Regions from separate parts of the Sus scrofa genome. Here region 2 is linked to region 1. A link is a contact called in public promoter capture Hi-C data. All regions are on one chromosome and are shown on one strand. The core of a region is the stretch at or near the end of the contact, and the rest is flanking DNA. Distances in the headings are between cores, read along the strand shown.

The links. Promoter capture Hi-C pulls out the DNA fragments that hold promoters and counts their contacts.
Region 2: a contact with region 1 is called in a promoter capture Hi-C map of fetal liver, with 4 times the contacts expected there. The contact joins the promoter of ZNF438 here to the enhancer-like site in region 1. A contact is called at or near these places in 2 of 5 promoter capture datasets (fetal liver and liver), 4 of 47 Hi-C or Micro-C datasets (embryonic fibroblasts, heart right ventricle, liver and 1 more) and 1 of 2 datasets of contacts at active chromatin or transcription factors (skeletal muscle).

What each region holds. Positions count from the first base shown.
Region 1 is chr10:41,605,154-41,608,066 of Sscrofa11.1, reverse strand. The region is part of intron 15 of ZNF438 (zinc finger protein 438); the gene reads left to right. It also overlaps the pseudogene LOC100519509. Among named protein-coding and RNA genes, the nearest start is that of ZEB1, 410 kb to the left of the region's middle. Within about 2 kb of position 1,401, at least 68 of the 83 cell types and tissues checked have an H3K27ac peak or open chromatin away from gene starts, as enhancers often do. A contact at or near this core is called in embryonic fibroblasts, fetal liver, liver and 1 more, where this site is marked.
Region 2 is chr10:42,012,873-42,015,785 of Sscrofa11.1, reverse strand. ZNF438 (zinc finger protein 438) reads left to right here and starts at 1,395. Exons shown (of 19, transcript XM_021064197.1): 1 at 1,395-1,624. ZEB1 (zinc finger E-box-binding homeobox 1) reads right to left here and starts at 2,672. Exons shown (of 11, transcript XM_021064196.1): 1 at 2,615-2,672. The coding sequence starts at 2,672. It overlaps LOC110255584 (a long non-coding RNA gene), which reads right to left and starts at 1,306. Exons shown (of 5, transcript XR_002336134.1): 1 at 547-1,306.

The sequences.
Region 1 (2,913 bases), core at 152-2,651:
CAAAAACAAAATAAAACAAGCAAACAAATGAGAACAAGTTACTTTCAAAAAACTGACAGCCACAACTGGTCCTTTACATTGCCTTTTTTGATCAAAATATTTTGAGGCCAGCCTTCCTTCCACTGCTCTAAACTATAAAGCACTGTTTTAATGAGCTGAAATTAAGGATACCTACTAAAAAAGAAGAGAAGAAAATTCTATTAGTTTGAGTTTCAGAATTCCCCCGAACCAGGACCAGTATCTTGGTAAGGGTTCAGTTGGGGCCCTGGACAGAGAATGAGTCTGTGCAGGTGGCATCCCTGAGGATTCAGAGCTTTGCTCCAGCTACTTAACTCACTGATCTGTCTGGCCAGTTTCTATACTGGCTTGACTGGGCATAATTCAAAAAGGAGAAGCTCATGTTCATTCTTCTGTAGCTCTGTGATAGCACTTAATAATACCCAAATGGGATGTCTTCCACATTATAGTATGATGGTATTTCTTCAAGTGAAAGGGTCTAATTGTTCTATAATACTCATACCCATTTTATCTAGATGTTCACAGGATCTATAAATCTCCCCCTAGGATTCATCATAGTAACTGTAACAGAACCTTTGACCCCCACTGGCAGAAATCAGAAAAAAAAAACCACAAAGAGATTATTAGGATCCGCTAGATATTTACTGAAGAGTTTTCTGAATTCCTGTTCTTTTGACTCAGTCAGCTCTAACCAACACAGGAATAATGGTAAACTCATCCATGGCTTTCCATGGCTTTAGCTGCATAAGGCAAATGCATTTCAATACTGTGTTCATCTTCATCTGTCTGCAGAGACATGCGTTCAAACATTCCTTTCTTCCATAGTTCTCTGTAAATCTTTTGGTCAGTACCAAGATCATACAGAGGTGTCATGCACACACACACACACACTGAAAAGTGCACATTGAGAAAGGGACACATGATGAGAAGGCCCAAGGATGAAAATGCTCCAGGAAATAGATGGATCCACTTGTTTGAAGCATGAGCAGCATGAGACCCACGGTAGGAATATCCAGCATGGGGTGCAGCAGTGGCTGCAGCAGGTCTTTTTGTTGACTGTACTTGTGAAAGCCAACCTTCTAGCTGTGCATTCGGCCTGAGACTGTGTACCAGCTTCCCCTCCCCCCTCCCCCCCCCCCCCCGTGCGACTGCTTCCCAGCAGACCACTTGGGTTGGACATCCTGGCGCCTGTGCCGCCTATGTTGCACGAGGATGAATGAGGAGGCGGCTGCAGGAGCGGCTCCGCCAGGGGAGGAGACAGCACGGACCCAGCCCAAGAGGAGGCGGTAGCGGGGAGGGGATCCGCCCGGCCCAGGAGGAAGAGGAGGAGGAGATGGCAACCGGGGCAGTGACGGCGGCGGCAGCAACAATCATTACAAACTCTGGCGACCGCCGGAAGATGAGGCCCGTGGCCGCTTTACCAAAGCCCGGAAAGCCCTGGCCCCGGCCCCCGGAGTTGCCGCGGCTCCGCAACTCGAGCGGCTTCCGCTGAGCCGCCCCCACGGCCTCCTTCCCCTCGCGGCCGGCCTCCACCCGGAGCCAACACCAGTGACCCCACCTCCGCGACTCCGCGCCCTGGCCCTCCCCCCACCCCCGCGGGACTCCCCGCCTCCACCCCACCCCACCCCGGGGGCGCTCCTGCCCGCTCGGCCCGGCCCGGCCCGCTGGCCCCGCCCGGCCCCGCTCTTCGGCCGCCGCGCGGCGAGGTTAACGGCGGACACCGGACAAGCCTGACAGCATCTGGGGTCAGGCGGCCCCGCAAGGAGCAGCGGCGGCTGCTGCTCTGTGCACACAAAAGCCCAGGGCCAGGGCCTGAACAGGGAAGGCAGCCCGAGAAGAGCCAATGCTTCCTTACTCGCCACTTTCTTACTTGCCACTCCAATAGGTCTTTTCTCATGTAGATGCTCAGTGCTCTAAATTTCCCCCTCTGTACTGCTTTGATGGAATCACACACATTTTGGTAGGTTGTGTTTGCATTTCATTCAGTTCAAAACACATTCTAATTTTCTTTTTGATTTCTCCTTTGACCCATAGGTTATTTATAGGTGCGTGATTTAGTCAACCCATGTTCAGAGAGTTTCCAGATATAGTTCTGTTATTTTGGCTTCTTTTATTCCACTGAGGTCAGAGAACATACCTTATATGATTTGAACCCTCTTAAGTGTATTGAGTCTTGTTTTTATGACCCAGAATATGGTGTCTTAATAAAAGATGTCATGTGCATTTGCAAACAATGTGGAATCTGTTGTTTTGGGTGGAATGTTCTGTAACTGTCAATTAGATCAAGTTGGTTTATAGGGTCATTCAAATCCCCAGAGTCCTTAGTGATTTTCTCTCCACTGCTTTTATTATTATTAATTATTCTGTATTTCTCCTTGCAGTTCTGTCCGTTCTTGCTTTATATATTTTGGAGCTCAGTTATTAGGGACATAAATATTTAGGATTTTTATGTCCTTTGAATGAGTTGTCCTTTTTTAATTATGAAATTATAAATGTTTGGTAATAGTCTTCACTTTTTAATCTGCTTTTTCTGATATAGCCACTCCACCTTTTTTTGACATGTCTAATGTGCTTACAATCCTATGCATTGTAATCTTTATCTTCTATATTATAGTTTATATCTGGAAATTTTTATGTGGGCCTTTTTTTATCTTTCTTGTCTATACTTAACTTTTTGAACATATAAAATACAGCTACATACATAATAGACCTTGGCTGCTAATTCTAACATCGTCGTCAGTTCAGGGTCGGTTCTTACTATTTTCTACACTATGGCTCATATTTTCCTGCCTCTTTGTATTACTTGCTCAATTCTTTATTAGATGTCAAACAGCCTGAATTTTACTTTGTTGGGCGATGGATATTTTTGTCTTTCTATAAATATTCTTGAGCTTT
Region 2 (2,913 bases), core at 146-2,645, 410 kb before region 1:
AGCACAGTGCTGTCTCAAACACCTTTTGTTTTCTCAGAGTAATGCACACTGCAGACAAGACATTTTGTGCTAAACAGCCCCAAATCTGTTTTTCTAATATTAAACACAAAGGAAAAACACTGACAGCAAGCGTGGTAAATAAATCCCTCCCTTGAGAATGAAAGCAGCAAGACAAGAGGGGGCTGACATACATGCAGGAGAAAACTAAACACCATCTTTTTTCTACCTGCACAAGTTGCCATTTGCTGCAGCGATCCAGTAGCTCTTTTTCCTGTTGATTTCAAGTACCTTTCCGGATCGCTATTTTCCCCCTTAAGTCATCTGTTGATATGCCTTATGAGTGCAATATTCCTATCACACGATCTTTAGGAGAAAAATCCATTCTTTCCTGCTCAGGTAAACATGTTTACAGCAGCTGCACAGACGCTGGGTGGTTCAGACTCACATGTCACACACATGTCGTCAGCAACAAGAAAAGCCCCTTTCTCTGGCGACGAACATTTTAAATAAGGTAAAACGCGAACGGCCCTTTCCAAACCAACTTACCTTTCATAAAGCCACATCAGCAACAGCAGCCAACAGCTCAATACTGCACACACACTATTTGACGCTAAAACAGGAAATTAAAATTGCAATAGCTTATGCTCCGCTCCTGGTCGTTACAAGTAATCTCTCCACAATGAGGATACCAAATATTAGTTATCAATCACAACTAACAGACGTCTTCAAAATGCAAATGTGTGTTTGCCTAACTAAAATCCTTCATGAAAGCAGTGATTTTAATGTCGGCTCGGATATATTCAAAATACGTTTACGATCGGAAGGAAACATCTTTGAAACAGCTTTAAACCTTCCTATCTGCTCCTAGACAGGAAATCCCACACAAAATCTAAAATTGCCAGCAAAGGTTACAAAACCTCGCGTTTCGCATCCCGGAGGGGAGGGAGAAAGGGAGCCCGGGCATGGGGGTGGGGCGAGCGCCAGAGAGTTTTGACTTAAACCCGTATTTCCTCATTTTCTGGAGGACCCCGCTAGCCCCTTACAGGCGCCTTTATTTTCCTACTGGCAAAAACTCCTTTTAAAAATAACGTAGGAGTCCAAAGGAGCCCCTCAGTCCGCAATGTCCGTCCAATTCCTTATATAGACTCGGGCCGCAGCCGGCGGCAGGGCCGTTGCCGCCCATTATTCTCCAAACAGGTACCGGGCGGCGCACAAGTCGCGGCCCTCTCGCTACAGGAACTGTCCAGACAATAACAAGCAGCAGACATTTCGCTGCGGAGCCAGCGGGCACAGCATCGCCTCGAGATAAGCAGATAGGCAACCAACTTACACCGTCTCCCCAAACTGGAAAAGGCGACTGTGCAACCACCACCGCCACATGTTCGGGTCTCGCTCTCTTTCGCTATTATTAATAATAATAATATTATTTAAACTCTCACGCCAGGCAGAGGGGAGTGCGTCCGGGCACATCAGCACTAATCAATAAACACTGCGGCTGCAGCGCGGGCAGCAGCGCCCCGCGTCCGTCAGTCCGTCCGCCCCCTCCCCCACCCTCCTTCCACCCGAGACCCAGAGCCCTCTGAGCTCCATTATCCGGCTTCAGCGCTCCGCGCGTCCGGGCCAGGTAACAACTTCCCCCAAACCGAAAGAGAACCCCGGAGACACACGCACTGCACCCCGTCCCGGCACGGAGGTGGCGTCCTCCCGGGAGGGGATCTGTCTGTGGTGCTTCCCGGTCCCTGGGACCAGGTAACAACTCTGCCAACCCGCTGCCCCCCGCGGCTCCCACGGCCGCTGCTCGGGGCCCGCCCGCGCCCCCGCCGGCGCCCAGCGGTACGCGGACCCACTTGGGGCGCGGCGGCGGCGGGGGGCGCCCCGGGAGGAGGGGCGCTTAGGGACCCGCGACTCCGCGCCGCGAAACCCTGTCCCGCGCCGAGCGCGCCTCGCCGGCCCGTCCCAACTTTACCGCCGCCGGCCCTGCCGGGTCCGCCCGCTGCGCGCTCCGCGCCGCCCGCGCACACGCGCGCACGGGCGACACGCAGCCCGCGGCCGCCGCGTCCCGCCGCCGCCCGCCTGCCCGCCCGGCCGAGCCGTGGGGCCCGAGCGACCGCGCCAGCCGGGGCCGCGGAAGCCACTCCGCCCGGGCAGCGCCGGCACAAGTTAGTTCCTTGGTTCCCGGGGCCTCGGCGCCGCGGGGACGCAACGCCGGCGGCGCCGAGGGGCACAGGAGTGGGGAAAAGTGTGAAAAGAAGCAACAGCCGCTCCCCCCGAGCCCAGAAAAGTGGCGGCCGCGTCCCGGCCGCCCGCCCTGCGCCGGAGATGCGGCAGCGGCGGCGGCTAACGGTCCAGGGAGGCGGCAGGGGCGGCAGGAGCCGCTAGGCGGAGAGACCAGGTAAGAGACATAACGGTTCAGGGAGAGCGAGCGGCCGCGGCGCGGCTCCGGCGGCGGCGGCCGCGGAGGGGGGCAGAGAGCACTACTTTCTACTTTCCCACTCCACTTGGCCCGTCCCTGCCCGGCCACCCCCAGCCCGGCTCGCCCCCCTCGCCCCCGGGGGCGCCCCGGCCGCCCGGCTCCCCCTGACTCCGCTGCTCCCCGGTCCCCTCCGCCACTCACCGTTATTGCGCCGCGGGTTCGCCTGCTTTCTGCGCTTACACCTGGGGCCATCCGCCATGATCCTCTCGCTTGTGTCTAAATGCTCGAGTCACCACCTCCCCCTCCCTCCCCCTTCCCCCCCAACCCCTCCGCCTCCACCCCTCCCCCCTCCCCACCGCACCTGGTTTACGACACTCGCGGCTTTACGACATCACCTTCCTTACACCTAGAGCCGCTCGCTCTACGGCCGGAACCTTGTTGCTAGGGAGTGGACGGTTTGCGGCAGCTGGAGGAGCAGCTGAGTTTGAACCGAGTGGCAA